Regions from separate parts of the Gossypium hirsutum genome. Here region 1 is linked to region 2. The links are chromatin contacts, called in public Hi-C maps. All regions are on one chromosome and are shown on one strand. Each heading gives the region's core, a stretch centred on a gene start, on an enhancer-like site or on the middle of the called end of the contact. The rest is flanking DNA. Distances are from core to core; before and after follow the strand shown.

Region 1 (2,705 bases), core at 171-2,670, 47 kb before region 2:
GATTTATGATTTTATTGTAATCGCTTAGTGCTATTTATTATTTACTAAAAAAATAAGACTCTTATTTTTTACATGGTCCATTTTTTTCTTTTTTTTTTTCACAATTTTTTCCTTCTTTTTTTTCACATGATGTATTTTTTCATATATATATACATTTCAAATTTGTTTTCTACATTTCTTTCTTACTTTTAGACATGTTTTAGACTTGAAAAAGAAACACGAAAATAGAATCAACAACAAAGACAAGTTTCAAGAAAAAAGAAACACAATTTACATGAAAAACAAAAGATGAAAAATTAAAAAGGATAGATTAAAATGATTCTGAAAAATCTAAAACTCTGATGTCAACTAATGTGAATCTCATGCAACTATTGAATAGAATATAGACCTGCTAATGTTAAAGAATCAAGAACCAATATTATCAAGTGATTGAAATTCACATGATCTCACCCTTGAAATTTCTGGATTTCACCTAAGACAAAAATGAAAAACTTTTCATAAGTTCCATTTAGTGTTCAAATTTGTTCCAACAAAAGTTGCTAATGCTTATTTAAAATAAAACTAGAGCTTTTTTGGAAAAAAAATATTACAAGGCTAAGTTGGTAATCATAATTCTAATTAAAAAAATAATTAAAAACAAGTAATTAAAATCATGGTTGTTTAAATCAGTTCGGGTCAACCGATCAGATCGATTGAACCAAAAAACGAGTAGATCATTAGTTCAATTAGATTATTTAAACTGTTTTAAGAATGAATTCCATTGAAACAGATTCGAATGTTGAATCGTTGGATCTCTAATCACCACAAAACTGGAAAATTCGATTTTTCAAAATTTTAGCTTAAAAATATTACCCAAAACAAAACCCAACTCAAACCTACCCTAACTTGAATCCTTAAAAAACCTAGCCAAATCAACTCTTAAAAATTAAATTTAAAAAATGAAAAAAAATCTAAGCATAAAATAAAATCCGGGGTTATTTTACCCAAATGATCAAAAAAATAATTAATTACAAAAATGGCCCATGTTAAAAAAACAATCACCTAAATGACCTAAAATGAACTGTAAACTTGGGTTGGGGGGACTTAATGACCGACACCACTTAAAATTCTGTCACAAATTCTGTCATTGGTTAAAAATTATTTTTTGGGGTGTTGAACAATATATGATCAGCACCCATATATATTTTTTAAATCGTAGCATACTGGTATATATTTATACTAGTATTTCAAAAAAAAAAGGTGCTGGACAATAAATGGTTGGCTCCACTTTTTCCTTTAAAAAATAATTTTTTTAGGTGCTGACACACTGATGACCGACACCAAAATTTTCAAGAAACAAAAAAACGCTCCTCACATGGGCTAATGAAGCCGGCCATTTAACTGGTCTGACAAGGCCCGATGAAGCAGGCCTGAACCCGGCCATTCATAGGCCAAGGCCTGACACCTTTTGCTAGCCTAAAGCCGGCCATTTAGTGGCCTCGTCCAAACACCCTTTTTTTTTTCTTAAAATCTAATTTAGCCTTTCATTAAATTTATCCTTTAATTATAATATAATTTAGTGTCCCGTATAATTTATCATTCAATTAATTATTTCTAATTTAAATTTATTGCTTTAAATATGATTTATCCTATACTTAATTATTTTTATTTAAATTATTTTATTTTAATTAAAATTTATTATTTTAAATATAATTTATTATTTTTAATTTAAATTTATTGCTTTAAATATAATTTATCCTATACTTAATTATTTTTATTTAAATTATTTTATTTTAATTGAAATTTATTGTTTTAAATATGATTTATCATTTAGTTGATTATTTTTAATTTAAATTTTTTGCTTTAAATATAATTTATCCTTTAATTAATTATTTTATTTTAATTACTGTCCTAGCAACCAAAAAAATTTTTGGTTCCCAAAAAAGTGGGCACCGACCATTTACTTCCCCTAACTCAAAAAAAAAATTATAGGAAAAAGTGGTGCTAGGCATTATTGTCCAGCACTAAAATTTTTTTTTGAAATACTAGTATAAATAAATACCAGTATGCTATTGTTTGAAAAAAAATACATGGCAGGCCATCCAGTGTCCAATAGCCCAAAAATATTTTTTTAACCTTTGATACAATCATTAGGCAATGATTGTGTTAGAATTTAAGTGGTGTTGGCCATTAAGTCCCCCAACTCAAGTTTACTGTTCATTTTAGGTCATTCGAGTGATTATTTTTTAAACTGTGTCATTTTTGTAATTATTTATTTGTTTTGGGTCATTTCGGTAAAATAGCCAAAATTAGGCAACAACATGAAAACTCAAGAAAATTTCAAAGCAAGGTACAATTATTTTACCTAAATGACCTGAAAAAAATAAACAATTACAGAAATGACCCAGGTTTAAAAATAATCACCCAAATGACCTGATATGAACAGTAAAATGGGGTTGGGGGACATCCCTAAAGGCATAGATGATGAAGGCTCGGTGGACGGTGAAAATATACATGCCCATTCGGCCGGATACACAGGAATCGATATAGTTATCCGTAATAAACTAAGGGCTTTCATGACTGATGTAGATTCTGGTGCGATGCTTGCACGTGAGCTCTCCGAATATCCAGATATAGTGCCGACTCACCTACTAGATGAAGAACCAAAAGCTGAAGAGTTGCTTGTAAGACAACAATTCGATAACAAGAAAGACTGTTTACATGCA
Region 2 (2,936 bases), core at 392-2,891:
TTAATTAATTTAGTCATTAAAATTAAGGAAGAAATTGGTTAGGTGGAACATGCCCAAAAAACACAAAAATTAGCAAAGATTCTATTGGAGCAGAAAAACTTGGACGCATTTTGCTCATACTAATTTGGATCACTCGTAGCACTACCTGTGTTATAATTTTTATAGGGTGAAACTCAGCGTCGAAAGTCCCTAGGTCTCATAGGTTAGCGTAGCTGTTAGGAGCTGTCGGTTCGTCATATTGCTGATTGGTCAATTTATGCTATTAGACTCTGTACTTTATGTAAATTATGATTTTAGTACTTATATTTTAACTTGATCATTTTCAATTCCTATACTTTTAAAATTTGAAAATTTTAGGCATAACTAAATGATAACTACTAAATTCATTAAGTTAAGTTCTGTTATTTTTAAAATTTGATGTGTCAGGCATATTATCTCAAGTATAACGCTATGCATGTTTGTTATTTTTACATATCACTAAAAAAATAGTAATAGATTTAACGACGATCGTTTCCGTTAATATTGAAATTTTGAAATTCAAAAAATATAGCCACTATAAATGATCTAATTGGTGAAGGTGGACTAAATCTATAATTTTACATAAAATACAAGATTAATAACATGATTTAACTAAATAAATTTAATTGGTACTGTTGAATCAGAACTAAAATTTCAAAATTTATTTTTAAAAAATACAAGGTGTAATAGCAAAATTTGACCTTGCTGATAGGTTGCTATTAGGAGGGAAGTAAATTTGTTGTAGTGTTTTTTTTTTAATGAAACGAATATCAAATTATTGAAATCAAGAAAGACAATGGGTTTTAAAATTCGAAGTAAAGATGCTTTCATTGGAAAGCCGAAGCCGGTTGGCTTGGCACCGATAGGCTGCTAAGGTCCAAGGCCTAGTCATTACGCCTATAATTGAACATGATCCGCGATTCTTTTTTCGTCTCCAAAAGTCCAAGACCCATGGCTCAGGCCGACCCATCCTCATTAACTCATAACAACTTGTTCAACATTTCTTTCTTTAGTCCTTCCTTTTTGTCTAAAAAGAAGGACAAAAAGGAAAGAAAAGTTCATTTAGTTAGTAGTCTGTCACTCACTTGCCCTAAACTTGAACCCACTAAACCCATAGTCATAATAAATACTTATTTTGCAGTATAATTTTTCAAAAATCATTTTAGTTTCTTTTAATTTAATTTTTATTTTTTATTAAATTAACTTAAAATAATGAAAAATTTGATTTTTTTAATTTTATTGAATGCGGATTGTCACGTGAATGACACAAGTCTAATATTTAATTAGTTTTTTTAATTTTTTTAAAAAAGTATTAAAAATATATTTTTATAATTTTTATGTTTTTTTTACTAATTTTAATGTTTTTAATTTTTAAAATTTTTTAAAAATAATTTAATTAATTTAATGTTTGATGTGTGATTTTTATGGTAATCCATATTTATTCTATATCAATGAAACTAACCTTCATTGATTTTGAAGTGAATGGGCAAAAATTATAACCTTCTATCATTTTGAGCTGATTGAACAAAAAAAATATAAATTTAAAAATTAATAAAGACGAAAATAAATAATTTAAATAAATTTTTTATAAAATTTAAGGATTAAAAAAAAGTCATTATTCCAAACCAAAAACATTCTCTTTCTCTTTCTATTCACCGAATCAAGACCATCAATGTCACCAAATTTATAAATTATGATCTGCTAAGCTAATCATAATTTCAGGGTATTTCTTAAGTCATACGTTTTTTGTTTAATTTCATCAGTTTGGTCCAAACTCCAAAATGCCCTTTTCCATATTACCTTTTTAAATTGTTCAACCAAAAAAGAAATTGATTTGGACTCTGGATTTGAGTTCCATTAATGGAAGGACTTTAAGATTCTTGGGTTTCTTTCCCTTTTCTGCAAGGAGGACCCTTAGAGTTTAGGCGATACGGTTGGGGACCTTTTTGCTTGAAGTAAGAGGATGAAGGAGTTGATTGGGAGTCCAGGAACGGTGAGTGGATTAACACTAAGGGTAACCCAGTGTGCTTTTGCTGCTGCTTCCATTGCACTCATGGTCTCTGCCTCTGGTTTCTCTACCTACACTGCTTTCTGGTACTTCGTTTTTTCATTTTTCTTCTTTCGGCTTTGCTCTCAAATTTTACCTTGTTAGAATTAATGGGGGTTTTTTTTTGTGTGTGTTGGGGGGGGGGGGCATTGTTCCAGTATTCTTGGGTTTAATCGTTGACAAAATTTTAGTTAAAATGGTTTGTTTGAATCGGAATCATCTTAAAGCAAACATCTGGGCAGCAAGATTAGGTAGGCAAAACTGTTCATGAAAGGTTATTTCCTAAATGGGTAGAAAGAATAGGAAAAATAGAAGGTGAAATTGACCTGACTTTTAGACATGTGGACTTCTACCTCTTTGCATCTTATAAAGTGATGTGTGTTTTACTTCAAAATTTGTTTTTACACTACTATTTAGTAGCTGATTTTGATGTTCTAGTTCTTGTTTGAATTTATTGGATGAAATTTAAGTTCTAGATTTCTACTTTGGTATTTTGCATGAGAAGTGGGTTTCAGTTTTAAGTTTAGCTTAATTTTTTCCTAGTTTTTTTTAATGATTTTCCATATGTTGGTTGAGAAGCTAAGAGGGTTTAATGTCAAAGGTATGGGATTTTTCTACCTTCAATTAGTAATGTCAAAGGTATGGTTTTTTACTCTTCAGAGAAATGTATAGGATGCGTGCATAAACTTCTAGCGTACCAATTCTTCCAGAATTGGGTTTAAGCTGAATATGAAGTTGTGTAAATTTAGCATCTGGTAATTTACTTTGTTAAGCAGAAGCAATCATCTATCATCCAATGTTATTGCAACAGTGGAGCTAAATAAATCATAGACATGTCTGATTTGCTATATTTGGAGCTTGGTTGTTTAAA

Evidence for each region. Hi-C and Micro-C count contacts between places; a contact is called where the count stands out from the background.
Region 1: a Hi-C map of leaf shows a contact between it and region 2, with 4 times the contacts expected there. The contact joins the enhancer-like site here to the promoter of LOC107899334 in region 2. A contact is called at or near these places in 19 of 34 Hi-C or Micro-C datasets (anther, callus, cotyledon and 5 more).

Annotation. Positions count from the first base shown.
Region 1 is chrD04:45,951,411-45,954,115 of Gossypium_hirsutum_v2.1, reverse strand. No RefSeq gene overlaps it. Among protein-coding and RNA genes, the nearest start is that of LOC121216643, 6.8 kb to the right of the region's middle. Within about 2 kb of position 1,420, at least 1 of the 9 cell types and tissues checked has an H3K27ac peak or open chromatin away from gene starts, as enhancers often do. A contact at or near this core is called in leaf, where this site is marked.
Region 2 is chrD04:45,904,752-45,907,687 of Gossypium_hirsutum_v2.1, reverse strand. It overlaps LOC107899334 (CASP-like protein 5B2), which reads left to right and starts at 1,641. Exons shown (of 3, transcript XM_016825016.2): 1 at 1,641-2,112. The coding sequence starts at 1,982.